Regions from separate parts of the Hordeum vulgare genome. Here region 2 is linked to region 1. The links are chromatin contacts, called in public Hi-C maps. All regions are on one chromosome and are shown on one strand. Each heading gives the region's core, a stretch centred on a gene start, on an enhancer-like site or on the middle of the called end of the contact. The rest is flanking DNA. Distances are from core to core; before and after follow the strand shown.

What was found. A called contact is a pair of places that touch in the nucleus more often than the background predicts.
Region 2: a contact with region 1 is called in a Hi-C map of leaf, with 2.0 times the contacts expected there. The contact joins two enhancer-like sites. A contact is called at or near these places in 4 of 6 Hi-C or Micro-C datasets (leaf and seedling).

What each region holds. Positions count from the first base shown.
Region 1 is chr2H:30,889,942-30,894,477 of MorexV3_pseudomolecules_assembly, forward strand. No RefSeq gene overlaps it. Among protein-coding and RNA genes, the nearest start is that of LOC123424639, 79 kb to the right of the region's middle. Within about 2 kb of position 1,895, at least 3 of the 3 cell types and tissues checked have open chromatin away from gene starts, as enhancers often do. A contact at or near this core is called in leaf and seedling, where this site is marked.
Region 2 is chr2H:31,240,220-31,244,755 of MorexV3_pseudomolecules_assembly, forward strand. No RefSeq gene overlaps it. Among protein-coding and RNA genes, the nearest start is that of LOC123424640, 9.8 kb to the right of the region's middle. Within about 2 kb of position 1,967, at least 3 of the 3 cell types and tissues checked have open chromatin away from gene starts, as enhancers often do. A contact at or near this core is called in leaf and seedling, where this site is marked.

The DNA of each region.
Region 1 (4,536 bases), core at 645-3,144:
CGGTTGCAAGAAATATTTGTTAACCGGCGTCTGCAGCGCTCCGTAATGGGTCAGCCCATTTAGAGATTCTGTCTTTGTTTTTGACCGTGCACTTTTTTTCAAATCGATGAACTTTTTTAAATAGGTGAATTTTTAAAAAAATTGATGAACTCTTTTAAAAGAAATGGTAATTTTTTAAAAAATTGGTGAACTTTTTTAAATTCCATAAATTGGTTTTAAAATTGATCAACTTTTTTTAAAAGACAATCATTTTTTTTTCAAACTGTGAAATTTTGAAAATCTACGAATATATTTCAAAAATCGATGAACTTTTATTCATAATCATTGAATTTTTTTCGTAAATCTGAACTTTATTCATAATGTTTGACCAAAGCATTCTATATGGTCCGGTCCATAAGGAGGAGCACTTTAGGCGCCGGTTCCGCTAATCGGCGTTGAAGGCGCCACATAGGAGGTCCCCTAGGACCTTCCCTGGCTCCTGAAGCGCCTGATCGGAGAGAGCAACTAGTTTGCAAGCACTCCTTCGGTAGCCTCACATCGATCACTCTCGCACTTCGTTATTTGGCGCGTTCTCAGCCGCCTTCACAATGCCGCGCTTTGAATGTTTTCTTCGTATTTTGCTTTTTTTGCATGTGGTTTCCGCTTTTTAGAGTGGGTTTTTTCGGATATTTTGGTGTTTCGGTTTTTCACAGGTCTTTCTTAACTTTTGGACGAAACTTTTTCTTTTTTGAAAAAACCACGTTTACTGTTTTTTATGAAAGAAATATGTTTTCTATTTTTCATTTGCAAGAGGCATGATTTTGCTTCTACGAAAGGCATGGCCGTGCCTCTCGGAAAGAGAAAAAAAACATGTTTTCATTTTTTTTACGAGAGGCACGGTTTTGCTTCCGTGAAAGGTACGATTTTGCATTCGCGAGAGGCACGCTCGTGCCTCTCGGTAGGGGGAAAAACATGTTTTCTATTTTGTTTAGAGACGCACGGTTTTGCTTCCGCTAAATGCACGATTTTGCCTTAGAGAGAGACACGCCCGTGCCTCTTCCGAAAGGGAAATATCACATTTCTGTTTTTGTTTTGCAAGAGACACGGTTTTGCTTCCGCGAAAGGCACATTTTTGCCTTCGCGAGAGGCACGCCCGTGCCTCTCCCGAAAAGGGGGAAAATGTGTTTTACGCTCTCTCTTTTTTTTCGCGAGAGGTACGGTTTTGTTTCCGCGAGAGGCACGGTTTTGCCTTCGTGAGAGGTACGACCCGTGCCTCTCGGAAAGGGAAAAATCTGTTTTTTCTATCGTGTGAGGCACGATTTTTCTTTTGGTTTTTTTCGTAAAATAAAGTTCGTTAAAACCTATTAACATGGAATTTAGTTTTAAAGATCTCGACACGAGAAAGGCAATGGTGAAAACTGTTTAAAATTTAAACGCACGATTTAGAAGATAAAACGTTTTAAAAATGTGAATCTATGATAAAAGGGAAAACTCTCAGGTTACGACAATTGACACGCATGCAGTGCACCACTTATCGTAACCTGTGAAGGTGAAAGTAATCGTTCGAAGGTGTACTCGATAACTGATAACTAATGATTTCGCTGATTGGAGCTGGGCCGAATGATGGACGAACCAGTGTGGGCCAGGATAAAAAATTGCACACATCACTCGTTTTCTAGCCTAGTTTCTCTATCATCCTTCCATATTCTTGACTAGGCTGGGCGGGCCAAGGCCCAGTTTGGCCCAACGTAGCTTCATCCTTGCTCATCTTGCTGATAACACACGCGCGTCCGGTGCCTCGGTGATCATCAACCAATTTTTGGTCATGTGGCACGAAGCATCCTCCCAACTACACACATGTTCCGCAACATGGATGGATTGTAAATAGTTTAACGCAACACAAGGTGTGTTGCAAACTCAATGTGAATGGATTTTCCGTAGCATCAATCACGTGTCGGGTGGGCTACACTCCCCTCTTATCCTGTCCATCACGATTTGACCTCCGCTTTCCTTATCAAATTGTTTGAACGTTTAAGACCGAAATAAGTGGCCACCTTGGAGATGATCTTAACTTTCAGTTGGACTTGGTTGCTTTAGAATCACCTCATAAAAACGTTCTTGACATTAATATAATGTTAAAAATGTTTTTGTATTATAAGATGGAGAGAGTACATATGAACCCGAAGAAGTACTCGGAAACGAGACGCGGCGTAAGTTGAAGTCAAGAGGCACAAGTCGTTGATACGCCGTCCTAACTCCTACCACGTGCTGCCATTCCGGCGAGCTCGCCATTCTTTTCTTTTGCAACGCAAACGCATCTCCAGCGACCAGCGTGCGCTCAACCGCATGCTGCCGGAGATACGTGCTTGACCATCCACACCGATGATGACAGGGGCCGGTTGGTACAACAGACCATTAATCCCCTGTCATATGAACCACTAATCTCCTGTCCTGCAGGTAGCAGCGGCGCCGCCTGATTCCACCCGCACTAATGCCAGAAGAATTCTCCAATCCAGACTGTTAAGCAACATGCGGTTAAAAAAAGACTGTTAAGCAACCAACACATCAATCATCGTCAACTCCGTCACCACGTGAAGGAATCACTTGCCCGTGCTCGCCTCTCGGGCAAAAGCTGGACTCGATTTATGCCCATTCCATCTCCCCTGATGAGTCCGTGACCAATTAACAATCGTTCCAAGTACACAACATGTTCTCAATGATGAAGTGGTTGTTGAAATTTGGAGGTGGGCTTTAGGCCCATTAAAGAATTTCAGAAAAATCTCCAATGGCCCATGTAGGTGGTGGCATGACAAGGTGGTGGGAGTTTAGTCCCACCCCGCTAGTGAAGGAGAGTTTGGACCCCTTTATAAGGGTCTCTCTTCCACATGCTATTGGAGAGTGAGAAGAGAAGGTGGGAGTGAGATGTATGTTATGGAGCTTGCAATTTGCCGGGCAAGTTTGTCACGGATAACGAGTCCGGTCTGATTGTGGTGGAGAGTACTTCTCAAACGAATTTGATTCATTTTGTGCGGAACACGGGATTATTCATGAGAGGACGCCTCCCTATTCACCCCCAAGAAGCGTAAGCTTGGGATACGCTAAGAATAGCGTAGGCTATAGATTTCTAGTAGTGAAATCTGAGGTACTTGACGTGAAGGTCGGTACAATAATGGAGTCGAGGGATGCTACATTCTTTGAGGATATATTTCCCATGAGAGATATGCAAAGCACTTCTAGACAGGAATCTGAGATAACTCCTGAGCCTGCCATTCCTATGGAATACTATGAACAAACACATGATGAAAATCCTGAGGAGGATGACAAGGAAGCCCGTGGTAGGGGCAAGAGACAAAGGACTGCAAAGACCTTTGGTGATGATTTCTTCGTATACCTCGTGGATGATAATCCCACTTCTATTTCAGAAGCGTATGCTTCTCCAGATGCTGATTACTGGAAAGCTGCGGTCCGTAGCAAGATGGATTCCATCATGGCTAACGGGACATGGGAAATCACTGATCGTCCCTATGGTTGCAAACCATTGAGATGCAAGTGGGTGTTCAAAAAGAAGCTTAGGCCCGATGGTACGATTGAAAAGTACAAGGCTAGGCTTGTGGCCAAGGGCTATGCCCAGAAAGAAGAGGAAGATTTCTTTGATACTTATTCACCTGTGGCTAGACTAACCACCATTCGAGTACTACTCTCATTGGCGGCCTCTCATGGTCTTCTCGTTCATCAAATGGACGTTAAGACGATTTTCCTGAATGGAGAGCTAAATGAGGAAATCTATATGCAACAGCAGATGGCTTTGTGATAGAAGGTCAGGAAGGAAAGGTGTGTAAGTTGCTGAAATCTTTATATGGTCTGAGACAAGCACCTAAGCAATGGCATGAGAAGTTTAATACAACAATGACATCTGTTGGCTTCGTTGTTAATGAAGCTGACAAATGTGTATACTATCGCCATGGTGGGGGCAAAGGAGTTATATTGTGCTTGTATGTTGATGACATACTGATATTTGGAACCAACCTCAAAGTAATTGAGGAGGTTAAGTCTTTTCTGTCTCAAAACTTTGAGATGAAGGACCTTGAACATCAAGCTGTTGAGAGATGATGAGGGTGGGATTACACTTTTGCAATCCCACTATGTTGCTAAGATTTTGAGTCGCTTTGGATATTCAGACTGCAAAATTTGTCAAACACCATATGATCCTAGTGTGCTTATTCGAAAGTTTAAAGGCACAGCTATAGATCAATTGAGATTCTCTCAAATTATCGGTTCACTTATGTACCTAGCTAGCGCAACGAGGCCTGACATCTCGTTTGCTGTGAGCAAACTTAGCCGGTTTGTTGCAAACCCGGGTGATGTTCATTGGCGCGCTGTTGAAAGAATTATGCGCTACTTGAAAGGTACTGTCAATCACGGGCTTCACTATACGGGATTCCCATCCGTACTTGAAGGGTATAGTGATGCAAATTGGATCTCTGATGCTGATGAGATAAAGGCTACCACTGGGTATATGTTTACTCTTGGGGGTGGTGTTGTTTCCTGGAAGTCTTG
Region 2 (4,536 bases), core at 717-3,216, 350 kb after region 1:
CGAGCGCTGCCACCGCCTACCCTCCTCCCATCTGGATTCCCCCGATCCAAAATTCCATCCACCCATTCCTCTCATCGATTTCCAAATCCATCCTACCGGCGGCCTTCCTCTGCAGTTGTGTCCCTGTGCCTTTGCCTCACCAAGCGCCACACCCGACCGTCGCTCGTCGGCAACACCCACGGCTGCACTTTCCAGTGTCGCCGCCCCTACCAAACACGTCCCTAGCGGATGAGGTGCCAGGGGGATCCGTGTCGGGTGCCTGTGGATGCGCCTCTCCCTTGATTCCCTTTCCTCTCAATGGCGACACAGGTCAATGGCCTCTCAAGCTCTCTCTTCATTCCCCCTCCTCCACCTCGCACAGCATGTACGATGCCGCCTCACCTTCCACAGGTCCCTGCTTGACGTCGGCTAGACGAGACAGGCAAGTAGCCGCCGCCTCCCTCCCACCGCGAGGAAGACGGCGCCAGATTTACGCCAGACCAGGCGGCGACGCTGGGCTAGCTGTATGCCAAGCCTCCCTCAGCCAACTGCTGCCATCCTGCGTACTAACGCTCTGCCCTCTGTTTTGCTTGGCTCCGTTCCAACTTTGACTGATGACCGGTGCTCCACCTCAACCTGCTCTGCCCCGTTCTAAACATCACGTAGCGGCGAGCTCAGGTCGGGTCGCAGTCCAACGATGCAAGGAGGGTGTGACTACCAAGAAAAGGAGCCTCTCTGGTCTAAGGGAGGAGACGATGAGGGCCTCCACCCGCATGGTCTGATGGCATTGCCATATTTAAAGTGTTTTCAGTTTCAGGCACACTCCCAGCAGGCCTTCCCTCTCAAAGTAGATCTCTGAACTTGCTATTGATGGATAGTATGATGATCTGAGATGCACCTGTTTGGTAGATACACCACATGAACAGATGGACAAAGAGGAGGAAAGAAGAACTAGCTAATGAAATCACGATGCAACTGCGAGCACCCATGTAAGGAATAATGCGAAAAAAATGTCACATGCGGCCCTGTGACAAATATGTTTGATATAACCACAATTATAAGAAGTTTCAAATTGTATGGAAGGTTGTTTTAACTGCTTTCAATGTATTTACTGAGGAATTTTAAACTTACCGTCGGCTTGATCAAGTAGCCTGAATTTGAGGCCTCATCTATTAGATCTGCAGAATCAGCTGGCATTTGGCTGCAACCTTCATCTCAAAAATTAAATAATAATACAACACTTTGGTTATTCAGACCATTAAGACACAATTACTTTTAAATCGTTCAACTCCAACTGCACTTGTCAAAACTTCAAAACAGTACCATGCTACTAAGTTGGAACTTACGATATGCCACTCTCACCAACTTCCCAACCAAGACAAGATGGGAATGGTGGTGCCTATTTGATTAATTCTGCTACCACTACATTATCAATTATCTTTAATCGTCTCCATGCTGGCTCATTTAGCAAATTATTGATTTGTATGGTTTTGGAAATTGATGAGATATTGGATTTATTGATGGGGGAATTGTCTACTTAAATTTTCTATGTTTGTAGATTACCAGCGACAACAAGGCACGATGATGGCAAGTGGTGGACGAGAGATTCAGCCTTTTTAGCTATGCAATCGACCACTGAGTATTAGAAAATGTTCATAAATTCATAAGTACTCACGAATTTGAAAATGTTCACGATTTCAAACATGTGCACGAGTTTTACAAATGTCTATGATTTCATGAAATTGAATGTGATAGTGTATCTCGGTGATGTAGCAAAATGAGTTCATGATTGTTGAAGATTATGACTATTTTGTCTTCCGTTGCAACGCACGGGTCATTTTGCTAGTATTAAAAAAGAAAATAACAAAGAAAATGAAGAGCAAGAAAAATAGAGGAACGCAACGTGGAACTGTGGAAGTGGAGGATGCGTACGCGGTCGCTAACCAACGACCTGGGCCCCAAATAGGATCCACGTATATCTCGCACTTAGCTAGCTATAGTGCCGCGTCGCCCTCATTGTTGCGACCCACGAAAATCGTGCTAGCGGTTGGGTGCTAAGTTGTTGAGCGTTGATGTAGTCTTTTTCTCGTCGGTCTGCAACATTGAATAACAACAGCTAGTAGAGTAGCTATCTCATTTACTCCTGAGTACTAGACAAAAAGTTTTTCGTATATATATATGTATATGAAAAATACATACCGGGTTCACTTCAGTAGTGCATGTAAGCATGGTATTTATTTTAAACCAAGTGACATGTTCTGTTATGTTGCGATAAACATTATTTCCTATTCTTCCTAACCAAAGTTGATATATTTAATACTTATCGCATGTTTATAAAATGATCATCGTGCTTAAAAAAGTTGACCACATATTTTTAAATTCTTCAAGTCATTAAAAACTATTTAGCATACTCTAAATAAATTTTCACGCTCCTAATAAAGTTCATGCGGTTTACAAAAGAATTAACACAGTTACCAAATATTCGTGTTCTTATAACATGGATTATACTGTCTACAGAAACGTACAAATTATTTTACCAAAGTATTCACGTACGTTAAATAAAATGTGCATGCTACTAGAAAAGTTCAAGCTGTTTAGAAAAAACTGTTGCACTGTTTTGCAAACATGTTCACATAATTTAAATACAATTTTCATTCTATTTACAGAATGTTCAAGCTCATACAAAAAAAACTAAAATATTTTATAAAAAATCAAATATATTAAATAAAACTTTAATTCTACTAAAAAGTTCACGCTGTTCACAAAAACAATCACACTTCTTCCGAAATTTTGCAGACATTTTTACAAGAGTTTTCATGTACTTCTAATATTTTTCGTTCAAGCATAAAGTATTGTAGGTTACACTGCCAAATAAAAAAATAAAATAAATTGAAAAAGTAATATGAAAATTGGATGGACCAAGAAAAATTGAAGCCAGAAAACACAATAAAACCGGATTCAAATAAAGGACCTCTTAATTGACGCAAAGAGTGTTAAATAAGAGGCTCCCGCAAGTGGAGCTCTGCAGGCATTAGGAATTGTAGCGGCATTTCATATTTGATGCCACTGGCGTTGGTTAACGTGCATTTTTGTTAACTCGCATCTGTGGCGTTCGTAAATAGGCCAGCCCATCTAGGCGGTGTTTGACGTTTTAAAAAAATGTATGACCTTATTTAAATATTGATCGACAGTTTTTAACTTTCAGAAAATAGTTTCTAAGGTTGATGAAATTTTTTGATTATCGATAATTTTATTGAATTTTGATGAATATCTCTTTGAAAATCGATTTTTTAAGATTAATGAATTCTTTTCAGTTCAATGTTTTTTTAAATACATGAACTTCTTTGAATTTTCTGTTTTTTATGAAATTTATTGAAGTTTTTCAAAATTTAATGAAACTTTCCTAAATTGTATGACTTTTTTCCGTTTACAATGAATTTGTTAAAAAAATGATAACCTTTGTACAAAATTGATTAAACTTTTACAAACACATGAAAAAAAATTCAAATGTATGAACATTTTTTATTTGAATCTGTAAACCTTTTTTGATTTTATGTTTTGGTTATCTTAACAAAAAAAATCAAAACAAAAACTGGGCAGCAGTTTAATGGACCGGCCCATCGCCCATGCTAGCAGTACAGTGGGCGCCGGATCGTTAACAAACGCCCGCAGCACTGCATAGGAGCTCCCCACTGTAGCTCTTGTTTTACTGGAACTCCTTTACAATTGTAGTAGTTTACAGTATTTCCGAGGAACTGTAGAGCTGCACCGATTTATTTTTCGTAAATGAAATATTTACAACACACGCATATGTTAAGAATGCGGACGTTTTTGTAACACATTTGTTTGAATTTTTGAACATTTTTCTAAAATTTGTAGAAATTTCGAGAACGTGAAAATTATTCAAAAACACAATTTATAATTTAGCGAACAAACTTTTAAACCAGGAATAAATTCCCAAATTCCAAACAATATTTGAGAAATGAACATTTGTTAGAGAACACAAACACTCATTTTTAGTTTTTGAACAAATTTAGAAGATATGCGCAATTTTTGGAAAATGCCTGAACAAATATTTTTAAATCATGCACAATTTTCGAAAACATGAAGAATTGTTTAAGTTCTAAAAAAAATCAAAAGGGCTGTCAGTAAATGTTAAACATGGAAACATTTTCTAAATTCTACACAGATTACGAAAACATGAAGAGTTCTTGTAAACTTCTAGATTTGTTTCTGAAAATGCGAACATTCTTTGTATACCCCAAAAGTTGAAATTTATGAATCTTTTTAAAATGAAAACTGTTTCTGTAGAAAATGAACCGAAAAAAATCGAAGATAACAGGTAAAAAACCCGAATGGTATCATCTAGAAGGTCCACAAAATCAGTAAAGAAAATAGAAGGAATCTTCTCAAAAGAATGGCAAAACCAATGTACACTAGCACAAACTAGGCTGACCACCCGAGCGCTAGCATTGCATCTCCTGTGCGATAGTCTGCCAATATGTCGCTGAAAGCATCAAATACAGACTTACATCACAGAATGCAGCGCCTTAAAGC